Regions from separate parts of the Danio rerio genome. Here region 2 is linked to region 1. The links are chromatin contacts, called in public Micro-C maps. All regions are on one chromosome and are shown on one strand. Each heading gives the region's core, a stretch centred on a gene start, on an enhancer-like site or on the middle of the called end of the contact. The rest is flanking DNA. Distances are from core to core; before and after follow the strand shown.

Region 1 (6,521 bases), core at 3,069-5,568:
ATTAGTCGTTGTGTGAATTTTGTGACTATTTTCCAAGTGACATTTAACAAGACAAGAACATTTTCATAGTATTACTATAATATTTATTCTTCTGGGTAAAGTCCTATTTATTTTAGCTTGGCTGTTTTTACATTTAAAAAACAAACAAAAAAAATGAAGGTCAATATTATTAGCCACTGTTGGAAAAATGAGAGCCCAGTCCAGGAGACTCGTTTCAAGCAGAATTTTTTAATTTAGACGTGTTGGTTGTTCTGCAGTGAAACAGCGTTTTCAAGAAGTCTTACAGGTATAAAAGTCCTAAATAAGTCTGATTTGAGACAGAGCTGTCCAGTCTATATGATATATTGTGTTTTTAGGAGGGCAGTGTCTAGAGAGTAGGCATGACTTTCACACCTTAGCTAGAGTTTTAAACAAAAAGTAAAAATAAAGGATAAAACTTTGTATTCACACACACACACACACACACACACACACACACACACACACACACACACACACACACACACACACACACACACACACACACACACACACACACACACACACACACACACACACAACAGTTCTGTCTGGTTCTCAAATCTGATTGGCTGATAGCAGTGCGATACTCTGCAATAACAGCACTCTTGCAGCCTCTTCACTCTTGTGTATTACTCCGCCCATGTAAACTCACTACGTCACCTAGAATTATAAGGTTCTATCTGACATTTTTGTCAAAATTGAGTTAGTGACATATTCTTAATAAATGACAACTTATTTACATTATGGGTTTTTTTTATAAGTTGTTTACATTTTAAGTATTTTTTTTTTTTGCACATACTGTTTGCTATGTAGGGAATGCAAAAACATTGAAGCAGAATATCTCAAAATCATTCTAAACGCAGATAGAACCTTATAATTCCAAAGTGACGAAATATTGCAGCTGTTGGACAACAGAATGTGCTTTTGAGGCTTTTTTAGGCACAAATGTTGTTGTAAGATTGCAACTATGCAGTTTATTTATAAGGATAGTGCCTATTTTAAATATTTATAATTTCGGATATCAGTGACCATAGCGACCACGACAGTGGTCATACTGAGCAGAGCAAAGATGATTGTGCAAAAAGCTGGCAACAGAGACCACATAATAATCCTTCAGGGAGAAAAACTCCAGTTTTTTGTAGTGCTGCATTTATGCCACAGTAATCTGCCAGTGTTTGCTTTCCCTTGTTAATTATTGTGACCTCCTAAAAGAGAAATACTGGGATATCTCTGTATAGACTGGTGGCATTACATCATGTTCAGCCTAATAATCTTAAAATGTGAGCAAACATCACCTGTTTTGTCATCACTTTGGATATTATTCTAGAGAATCTTTCAAATACTAGCTCTAAAGTGACGTTAGTGTATGAGTGATGGCGCTGTTTTGACTGCCAGCTGCAGATTTGAATGAATGGTGGAAGAAAGTAGTTCCTGATACAAAAAGGTTTGATTTTCTTTTTCATATACATGTTTATGCCATCGGACTCTTGTATAAACACAAAATCCCACTCGTAGCAGAGTGATATAGCTGTATATCGTCACTGGTGGTACTGTGGCCTCGTGCAAACACACGCCCTCTTACCAGTGCCGATATACAGGCATATCGCACAGCTACTCATATTTAGTATATCACTGTTTATTTGAAACTAGATTATTTAAATTTATATTCCCATACCATCTTAAAAAAAAGTTCTATTGGCTATAGAACAAAACACTGTTTTCCAATGACTAATTACCTTAACTTGCCTAGTTAACCTAATTAACATAGTTAATTTACTTTAAATTGCACTTTAAGCTCAATACTAGTATTTCGCAAAATAACTATTATTACAATATTGTCATCATGGCAAAGACAAAAGAAATGAGTTATTAGAAGTTACTTATTAAGACTATTTTATTTTGAACTGCGCTCATTAAACAGCTCTTGGGAAATATTTTAAATGCATTAAAATTTCATAGAAGGGCTAATATATATTTAGCACCATGTAATATAATATTTTTTATATCATATATGTTAATGTATATATAAATTACTAATTTAAAAAATATGTAAAATGCTTAAATATGATCAGGAGCATTGTTGCTAATTGCTGTTAAAGTTATCATTGTACATATGGGTGTGTTTAATTGCTTGTCATAACAATGATAACGTATAATACATATGTATACACAGTATTATTGATAAAACCATAATAATAATAATATCTAATATTATCACCACATTATAATAATATTGCTGAAAGCAATTTTTCATGCTTTTCTTAGAACATCCCATGTTCTATCAATTGCAGTATGCAAGTTAATTCAAATCACTTTATCTGTGGTAGAAAAAAGGGAAGCAAAGTCTTCTAGCAAATATGATAAAAACTCACTTCTACTGATAAAGCCCTCGTCCTCTTCTCTTAACTTGGGTTTGGCTTTTCTGGAGACTTCTGAAGCTGTGATAAAAGAAACATCTGTTACACATGTGTCCAGCACACAATGCTGTATAAAGTGCAAATAAACCCTTTTCAGTGGCTGTCAAGCATTCATTGTTAGTTCACAAAATACTTTCCAATTCCCGTTTACACTCTAAAAATGTGAAAATATGAATAAACCAAGTTTTCCCAGTGTCAGCGAAGCCACAGAAGGACAATTCTGGATTCCTTAAAGAACCGCTCAGTCAACGGTTTGACAAAGAACCAAACAATTTCATAATCTAAAGAACCATTTTCCACAATAAAAGCATTCTGTGGATTTAAAATGTTGTTCAGATTTTAAAGGTTTTTCATAGAAACATTGATACTAGGACATGAAACTAGGACTGCACAATATATTGTTTCAGCATTGGTATCCCAATGTGTGCATTCACAACATTTCCATCCCAGGATCTGTAATGTTGAGTTGGGATTATAGTTGTTCAGTGATAAAGACTCTACAGTGTTATTTTACATTACATGTGATTGTTCAATTTAGGCATGGGTCGATATCTGTTTTTAAAGTATACCATGGTTTGGAAAAGTCAAGGTTTTAAACCCACCAACATTTTCTGATTTTGTTTTCTGTCATTTTCTTACCGTTCAAATGTGTACAACCTTTTATTTACTTTGTTGTTGTTGTTGTTATTTTTAGGACAACAGTGTCTCTAGCAGAAAAGATATCCAAAGTTGTCATTTAAATTATAAAAAAAAATAATAATTGTGTTTTTGAAACTAATGAAGAGAGCAGAAGTCAATGATTCATTTGAATTATTTAGCCTGACATGTTTACTGCTCCAAAATGTTTTAAATGTTTCTCAAAGTAAAATATATTGTGTTTAAAGGGAAAAAAGTTTTTTTATTTTTACCCAGACAATTAAAAAGAATATATTTTAGAGCAGTAATAACAATTAGGCAAACGCGTGAAACCATGATATTTTTATCTAAGGTTATCATACCGTCAGAATCTTATACCAGCCCATGCCTAGTTCAGTTGCTGTACCTGAATATTTGACTACTGCTTGATTCTTCGGAAAACTGCTCCATCTTGTTTATTTATGCTTGCGAATTTGTTTGATTCACTACTACACCAGATTAGACATCAGTCTAATTAGTTCAGTCAATCTAAATTGATGTTTTCATTTCAAATAGAGCTTTTCAAATAATCTGCAGAAATAGTACTAATATCGCTATATATATATATTGAAGTAAAATACAACATTGTTATGTCTGATTTTTTTCATTATCATGCAGCCCTAAATAATACCAATGAAGTCTTGTTTGTGTTTATTTAACCTCTATTTCTCTTAAGAGCTTCTTCAGTCTGTTGGCTACAAAAAAAGATATCCTGAACAATGTTAGTAAGCAGTGACTGAAGCAGTAAGTACAAAGCATAGCATAATGGAGGAAATACTATGGGAGTCAATTGCAATCAATGGTTGCCAACATTCGTCAAGATATCTTCTTTTGTGTTCAACAGAAGAATGGGAAAAAAACACCAGTTTGGAGATCAAGGTAATTTAATTCCTTTATGAAAAATCCCTTAAAATGTCTCAGCAACACCATTTAATTAATTTTAGATGACCAAAAAATGATCCTCTTACCTTAGTAAACTCTTTTAGAACTAAATGAAATGACTAAAATAGTGACAGTAAAATATTTTCACAGTATAAAGGTTATTATTATTGTGTTTCCAACCACTTTCAACATGAAATCCGGTGTGTTCCGCCTTATTTATGTTTATTTCAGATTATTTTGAGCTTTAAAAAGAAAAAAGAAAAAAAAAAGAATCATTAAAAGCATCTACATGATCTTTCCAGAAGGGGGCGCTACACACCTTCTAACCAGCAGAACACACTGCGACTATTGCGAGTGGAAAATGAGGCCACAGATCTACATATACAGTGATTAGATCGGGAATTGAAAACATGAGATCAGAGGAGAAAACCGCAGGACACCTGATCAATTAACCAGTGTTACGATCAGAAATGACGTGAACAGCAATAAAATCAGAGTGAGAGCAAGCAGATGGAGATCTCAAATTGCTACCATTTTATTTTGGCTATAGATGAGACGAAAAAAGGAAGAACAAAATAAAGACAAAGCCATTAATGAAGAGCTTATAGGGACAGGCAGAATATCTACCATACCTGTGTCTGTTCTTTAAGAAAATCAGGTAGCTGAAATTCACCCCTAAAGACCTGGAAAAACAGAGAGCTCATTTTAGAGGCTACAGTATATAAACACCATCTTTCACAGTTCAGTCCTCAAATTCGACACTTTTTTTGTGTATCCGCTTGCTTGTTGGAAAAACATCCCTCTCATCGGCATCAATACAAACAGGTTTTATATGCCTCCAGAAGGCCGTAATGGGCAAATGAAAAGTCTGCTGTTGAACGGATAACAGAGTCCTCTTATGTGAGCCACTGGAGGAGGATATTGTGTGTCAATTCCCAGGGTGTCTAACTACACAAACTTCACAAGCTCTATACTGGGATGAAAGAAAGAGTGAATGAAAAAAGCCAGTCAGAACGAAAGCTGGAATCAGAAGCACCACAGTCTTCAATTAAGACACATCCAGCTGATCTCATTTCCTGCCTCTCTGAGTTTAGCAAATGAGGAGTGAATATCTGTGTGTGCCACAGGAAAGAAGCGCTGACCTGAGCGCAAATGCCAGACAACTTGGCCATGGAGCGATTGTTCAAAAGACTTTTCCGCTGTGGAAGGTCTAGACTGTCAGAAATCTGAAGCTTGCGCTCTTCACTTCAGTGCTGTCGGTCACAGGAGCTCTATTTCCTAGAAACATTTCACTTGTGATGGAGCCAAAAACTACATTCAGGAGAGGCAGAGCTCTTAAAAGATGATCAGTGCTGAACTGCCTTTCCTCACACATAAAATCAGATCAATCGAATTGTAATTACAGATGGACAGAATTTAATCCTACAGTATGTGAAATTTCTGGCATAAAACTCTACTGAGAGGTCACCTAATCTGCTCCTGCGTCATTAACTACATGGCGCAGGAGATTGGTTGCTGTCACCTCGGCAGCCAATGAGCTTGCTCCTCATCAGCTTACAAGCTCTGTGTCATTCTACAGCGTTTAAGCTGCGGCATACTATTGAAGACCCTCCTTCACCCCAGCTCCACCTGTGTTAAGATCTGCTAATATAGGGGTTATTTCTATATTATTTATATATATAATGTTTGCAGTAGCAGTGTGTTATATTCTCAGATAAGATGTCTTTGTATAAACTAGCAGAAGAAGGTATTGATACTTGCTCTGCCATAATAATCAAAGCAGAAGAAGCGTAACAGATCTATACCACCAAGACCAAGACCATCAACATTTCCATTAACATATTCATACTAAATGCCGAGTGTTCATGAAAAAAAGACAGAAAAGAGTCTGATTCATATGAATGTGACTCTAACAAATCATTCTTGTGAAACAGTATAGTCTGGTTCATGACTTATAAATGAAGCAAAAGCAGTTTTTCATAATTTTGTGATTCATGTTTTAATATTTCCATTCATTTGTTCTTTTAAATTGCATTATGGGGCCTTGATCTTTCTTCCAGCAACTTTAAACCTTGAAAAGTTTGAAAAAGTGAATTTTATTAACATTTTTAATAGTTTAAAGTGATATATTGTGTGGTTTGGAGCTGTAAATTACAGTACAAAAACTTTGCCAGTACAATTTTTTTTACAGATTTATTTATATTACTACTTATATATTATATCATTTCAAACAACTAAAATGTCAATAAAATTCAGTGTCATAACTCTACAAAAGTGTAGAGTTGATTTTCAACATCTAAGGCTAAGTTATACTTCTGCGTCGAGTGATTGCCGTGACCCATGGCACCTGCCTTGCGTGAACCATTGCATTTATACATCTGAATGCTGTTTGTGTTGCTTTGCAACAACATTTCCGACACGCAAGCTGGCAGTAGGTTATTTTATGTTCCTCTGTGTTGAGTTTCTTCATGGGTGTTTTGTTTTTTTCTGAACCCTACCTTATTGTACAATTAGGTAAAACTCCCT
Region 2 (6,710 bases), core at 921-3,420, 51 kb after region 1:
ACTGCTTTTACTGTCAGCACTCTGTTTAATAAATGCCACTTTTTAACTGCGAGCCCTTCAGCTTTTCTCCAAATGTTCAAAGTAAAGGAAACAGCAGCCAACAACAGCACACTGAACGCTCAAATCTCAGTCTATTACACAGTAATGGTTAATCTGACCTCATGTAGTTTGATATATACGGTACACTGTAAAACCCAACAGTCAACTTTATCAAATGAAATGAGTGTAGTTAACTCAAAATTTACTGAAAGTTAATACTACTTATGTGAAAAGAGTTTTGAACTCAGTGTTGAATACAATGAGTTAATGAAATACCTCATGACTTCCACTTAAATGGAGTAAGTTCACAGTACTCACATAGATTAGTTTTTTTAATTCAAATGGTTTGTTGCAATTGGTTTCCTTAAACGGTTTGAGTTACCTTAAATTTTGGGATTTTACAGTGTATGTTTATATATTTGAAGAACAAACAGAATTTTGAACAAAATCAGAGTAAAGTAAGAAACAAAAAAGGATTACAGGAGTTCAACCTTCCAGCAGATATAAACATACATACATATATACAAGCATATATACAGACAGACAGACAGACAGACAGACAGACAGACAGACAGACAGACAGACAGACAGACAGACAGATAGATAGATAGATAGATAGATAGATAGATAGATAGATAGATAGATAGATAGATAGATAGATAGATAGATAGATAGATAGATAGATAGATAGATAGATAGATAGATAGATAGATAGATAGATAGATAGATAGATAGATAGATATTTATCACTAAATATGCTTGGGTTACCGTTAAAATACCTATGCAGCCCACCCAAGTTAAGTATATGTTTGGGAAACACTGTATACTGTAGTCACCATTTGAAACCTTTCATCAAATTTGTCCAAAAACTATTGAACAACAACAATTCTTGCATTATAACTATTTTGAAAAATGTTTTTGATCCACTTCAATTGTTGACTACTGTATAAAATAATAATGATAACAATAATAATAACAATAATAATCATCATCATCATCATCATCATCATCATCATCATTATTATTATTATTATTATTATTATTATTATTATTATTATTATACCATTGAATCAAGCCTCATGAGCACACCAATTTTGTTTTTAAACACTTGCCTGTTAACTTGTTTTACACCACATGTGAAATATTTGTACAATTATGTATTCTAAATAATTAGTACAAAGCAAATACTGCCCACCCCCCCCCCCCCCAAAAAAAAAATCAACAATCTGTATCAAATTATATCAATAGTTTAAAATCTTCCTTAAAAGACTAAATTAATCTATACTCAGTATTTATGCTTCAAAATTATTACTGTATTTTTCTTTATTATATTACTGCATCACTATTATTGGAGTAGGGGGTGCCTTTCTGGGTGATTTTACCCGCTGTTTTTAAGTCTTTTACTGTATATCTAAATGTGCATTTTGAACGAACCATTTCAATAATTTTAGAGAAAATATTGTGGGTGAAAATGAACAATCTAAATCAAAGACTGCTAAAACATCCTATTACTCAGAATCTAAAAGGAAGTGATAAAAGGCTGAAGATAAGAAAGAGACTAAATAGATGTCAAAAAAGGTCAGAACAAGTCTACAGTTCAGTCAGCTCACAGATATCAGAAGAGATGAAAGACAGACCAGAGACGCTCTAAGAACAAAGAGGAGCGAGAAGAGATATGCCACAGCACAGCTTCCTCTCTGACCATAAGCTTTTCATTCCTAAAAATAAAAGCTCAGCCAAAATAAAATCCCCAGGCCAAATTTCTCCATAGGACATCAAGGGATTTAACTGATTCATGTGTCAATAGAAGCGATGGGACGACCCTTTGTCCTTTCGAGATTTCAGTAACTTATGCAGTCCATATGTAATTCTTATATGCTTCAATAAACCACAGCCATAACATGTGACCAGCACTTGTAGTCTGGACTACAAGAGATTAATATAAAAAGCATCTAACCTTGTTCTGTTTCTGAATGCGTACATAGCTGCCTGAAGTACAGAAACAAATTATGTCTGAAAAGCTCTTGACAAAACAAGGTTGCACTTACAAAAGATAAATGCAAGTGACATCACCCAGCAGCCTTCATATTATACCTCAAATTTTCCAATTGAAAAAAAAAAATCAAACTCCATCAGGACTCGTGTTCCAGCAAGCTACAGCATGTTTTACTGCAGCAGGAATGTTAACGGTGAACTACACCCCTCCGTTTGGACTATCTAGGGCACCAACTGCACAGAAATCATTAGATTCATGAACATCAAGCCTTTCAAGCTGCAACACAACACACTTTGGTCGAACTGATCGTGTACACAACTGCACCCTAGGGGTTATCAAGTTGTTATCAGCCAGAACAAAAAATAATGCATCACTTGTCAGTGAGAAATGTAACACATGTAGAGTTATATTCTGAGAGAGAAAGGAACGCCTACACACATCTGCACATTCACATAAATGGACAGTTACCACAGAAACAGTGTTGTTTATGTTTGAAATAGCACACTATCATGATTTCTCAAATGTTTAGTAAGCTTGCAATGGACTGTGTGTGCGTGTTCAGTAGGCATGAAATATCCAGGTGATCTAATAACTCACGCATGACTTAACATTTGACATTCCATTTTGACAACCTTTGACTAAATTACCTTTCTACTGTGGTAATTTAAAGAAGATAAAAATCACAAAAATTTTTTTTAAATAACTTATATTTTATATTTAATTTATATTTTATAAAAAGCCTACGCTATAGTTGCTATTTAGAAAAAAATGCCTACAGAAAAGGGGTGCGACTAATCGAAATCGAACTGCAATCACAATTTGAAACGTTGCAATTAGCTAATCGCAAGAGTCTGCGATATGAAATATGTATGTATTATTTAATTTCCACTGCCCAGAGCAAATGCGTGACTGCCGTTTGTGTGTGACAGCCTTACTAGCCAATTGAGTGAGCACACCTTCATTATGCCCAATCAGAATTGCGCAAAAAAAGTCCTCAATAAAATAATAATGTATTTCATTTAAATTTATTATCAAGTGGGATAATGTTGTCTCCTGCTTCGGAATTATGAATAGACAAATTAATTTCAAAGAAAAACAGCATTGCTAATATGGGAACATTTTGGTTTCAAACTCACAGACACTGAACAAAATCAGGTCATTTTAAGAGCTGAGCTGTCGCTGAATTGTTGCTACTGCTTGCAGACTATTGAGCTGAACCTTGACTACAGAATTTAATTGTAAATAATCTGCAATATCTGTCAAAAAAAAAAAAAAAAAAACACACACACACAATTAGACATTTTTCCTAAAACACACAGCCCTATAACAGAACAATTCAAAGAACAATAAACATATTTATTGGGTAGCAAACACCTGCCACAACTTCACACATATGACTGTAGATTTGCATGTAATTACATTAATTAAATAAAAGTAGGGCATTTTGAAAATTGTATGTTTATAATTAATTATTTAATAATTATTTCAACACATCTTAATAATTGAGCACTTTTGAAGTATTGATTACTACTGTTTACATTATGCTTGCATTACCAAGGCAACAACGCATTTTATTTATGATCACTATATGATTTTATTATGATTCCAGAGAGCTCCATTTCACTTAGCACCATCGTAGTGAGTGAAACTTGAGCAAAGAGAGAGCGTTCGGCTCTTCTCTTTTAATTCAGGGGGAACAGTACAAAATGAATGTAATAAATAAATGTAACACATGTAGAATTACATTCTGAAAGAGAAAGGAAAGGCTACACACATCTGCACATTCACTTAAATGGACACTTACCACCATAATTTCTCAAATATTTAGCAAGCATGCAATGGACTGTGTGTGCGTGTTCAGTAGGCATGAAATATCCAGGTGATCTACTAACTCACGCAAGACTTAACATTTGACATACCATGAATTGACAACCTTTGACTAAATGACCTTTCTACTGTGGTAATTTAAAGAAAATAATAATCACTATTTTTATTTTAAATAACTTTTCATATCTTAATAAAAATTTGGAAAAAAATAAATTAATAAAAATAAGTCAAAATCCAGTTGAATCTAGATTCAAATTATTTAAACCAAAATGAAAATAAAAACAAACTAAAGCTTGAGCACCATGGCTCAGTGGGTAGCGCTGTTGCCTCACAGCAAGGAGATCACTGGTTCACGCCTCCGTGCTCCGATTTCCCCCACAAGTCTAAAGACATATAGTGCTATAGGCGAATTGGGTAAGCTAAACTTTCTGTAGTGTATGATTTATTAATCCGGGGTCGCCACAGCGGAATGAACCGCCAGCACTTATGTCTAGTAAATATTATTAAATCACTTATTGATGACAAAATAATAATAATTTACCTACACATATAATATGCCATAATTAAAAATAAATTTACCATGTAGATGTATTCATGCATTAATTAAAGAACCAAGTAATGTGAATGCAATGGAGTCTATCACACTATGAAACAACATTAAACTTTGCTTTACATTTAGCATTTAAAAACACTACAATATGGATGGAAATACAGTACAGTAAATTGCACAGTATGCCGTAGGCATTACGCAAGTATGCCAAACATAGCCTGTGTGACACAAACGGCTGGTGACATTAACTAGATATGATAACTGAACCATGTTTAAATGATCCAGATGGCTCATAAACCCAAGATACCCATGCTGGAACGCTGGCCTCAAAACCCTGCTTTGCTTTTAAAAGCAAACAATTATAGCTTGCTGTTAAAAGCATGTGTGTGTAGTAAAACAAACTGCAACATTCATTCACACACACACAGAACATGGACACTTCATTCATTCATTTATTCATCCATTTATTTATTTTCCTTTGGCTTAGTCTCTATTTTAGAGGTCACCGCAGTGAAATGAACCGGCAACTATTCCAGCATATGTTTTATACAGCGAATGCCCTTCAAGCTGCAACCCAGTACTGGGAAACACCCATACACACTTTTTCACACACACACTTACACTATGGTCAATTTAGTTTATTCAATTCACCTATACAGCATGTCTTTGGATTGTGGGGGAAACTGGAGCACTCGGAGTAAACCCATGTGATCACTGGGAGAATATGCAAAGAAATGCCCAGCTCAGACTCGAACCAGTGACCTTCTTGCTGTATATAAAAGACTTTATATCATGACTATAAAAGACTTTATATCACGTTATATCATGCAATTTATATCATGAATAATTTGGATGCTAAATTAACTAAAATTGCAAAGCGACACGCTATGTCTTTTAATAGACAACATTTCTTATGAGGGGAAGCACACCAGTGCAACCATTCACCATTTTTTTCACATTGCAAAAACCATGCAGAATACAATGTGAACACGGGGCAGGTAAAGAGGGTAAAGTCCCGATAGGATACAGCTGTGGATACGCACATCAATTTAGCATCATTTTTGTAAAGCTGTATAACAATAATTTATATTTTTACGTTACTATGACGGATGAGTTTAGGGTTGGGGTCGGGGTAGACATTAAAAAAATACAATTTGTTGGGTAATTTAATAAATAACATAAATAAAACTCGGTACAAATACTGTTTTTGCGTTACTGTGCTGGTTGGGTTTAGGGTTGGGGTAGACGTTAGTAAAATAAATACAATTAATGGGAAATGTAATAAACAATATAAATAATTCTTGTTAACTTCCAGACGCTTCCAATTGTGATCTAGCAACACCTGCAAGGTGCAGAAGTGCGAGGTTGGTAATGCTTAGCTGACCCAGGTTGCATGATATCTCGCTGTGCAAAATCAGACTCAGCATCACTCAAAACTTCTTTTATTATTGCTAAAAATTCATAAAATAATTACCAACATCTCAGACACTGACAACACAAAAGACAACACAAAAAAGGCACAACAATGACCAAAAACATTACAAGTCAGTTTTGACTTTTTTCACTTATAAGTATATAAATGTCGCATTTTTTTTTATCAGATTTAATCTAAACAAACTTTAACAACAGGGAATCAATGACTGTGAGGCTTGGAAAATGTGTTATGTACATTGGAAAAACACCTAAGGGTGAATTTGACCCCTGTGGTGGTTCTGCTAATTATTATTGATTAATTGACTAATCCACAAATCCCCATTACTTACTTGGAGAGCGAAACGCCGCCTGCTTTCCCGATGAGCTCCTCGTGGTGCAGAACTGCATCGTTCCAAGGAATGTTGAGGAATCTGAGAAGCGTCCTCATCCACTTTTCAGGGTGCAGGACGAGCTGTTCGTAGTGCACGGGCAGACACTTGTCTGCTGCCTCCAGGCACTGAGTGTACATTGTCTCTATGGCCCGGTTCCACTTTGTAAGACAGTCCCGGTAGCTGCTCAAGTCAAATCCAGCGATGGTGACCTTGCGGGAGATCATGGAGTGGACGGAGGCCCTGCCGTCACGAACCATAAGAATGAACTTAGCATGCGGGAAGATCTTGGCCAGATAAGTCAGTGATTTAAGAGCAAACGGGTCTTTATTACACAGGTAGTTGGCAGGTTCCCCGTGTTTTACGATGATTTCTAGTAGGAAAGCTTGCATGGCCGAGTCCAAGACCTCATCTGTCACTCCGGCTTCATCTAGACGCATTTTCTCCCGGCCAGAGCGGCTCCACATCTGCTTCATAGCCAGAATCCGAGGGATTA

Evidence for each region. A called contact is a pair of places that touch in the nucleus more often than the background predicts.
Region 2: a Micro-C map of caudal fin shows a contact between it and region 1, with 3 times the contacts expected there. The contact joins two enhancer-like sites. A contact is called at or near these places in 2 of 18 Hi-C or Micro-C datasets (caudal fin and hematopoietic stem cells).

Annotation. Positions count from the first base shown.
Region 1 is chr15:23,159,178-23,165,698 of GRCz12tu, forward strand. tpst1 (tyrosylprotein sulfotransferase 1) reads right to left here. Exons shown (of 5, transcript NM_131403.1): 4 at 2,394-2,459. The coding sequence ends at 2,424. Among named protein-coding and RNA genes, the nearest start is that of tpst1, 78 kb to the right of the region's middle. Within about 2 kb of position 4,319, at least 15 of the 62 cell types and tissues checked have an H3K27ac peak or open chromatin away from gene starts, as enhancers often do. A contact at or near this core is called in caudal fin, where this site is marked.
Region 2 is chr15:23,211,986-23,218,695 of GRCz12tu, forward strand. It overlaps tpst1 (tyrosylprotein sulfotransferase 1), which reads right to left. Exons shown (of 5, transcript NM_131403.1): 2 at 6,176-6,710. Among named protein-coding and RNA genes, the nearest start is that of tpst1, 25 kb to the right of the region's middle. Within about 2 kb of position 2,171, at least 5 of the 62 cell types and tissues checked have an H3K27ac peak or open chromatin away from gene starts, as enhancers often do. A contact at or near this core is called in caudal fin, where this site is marked.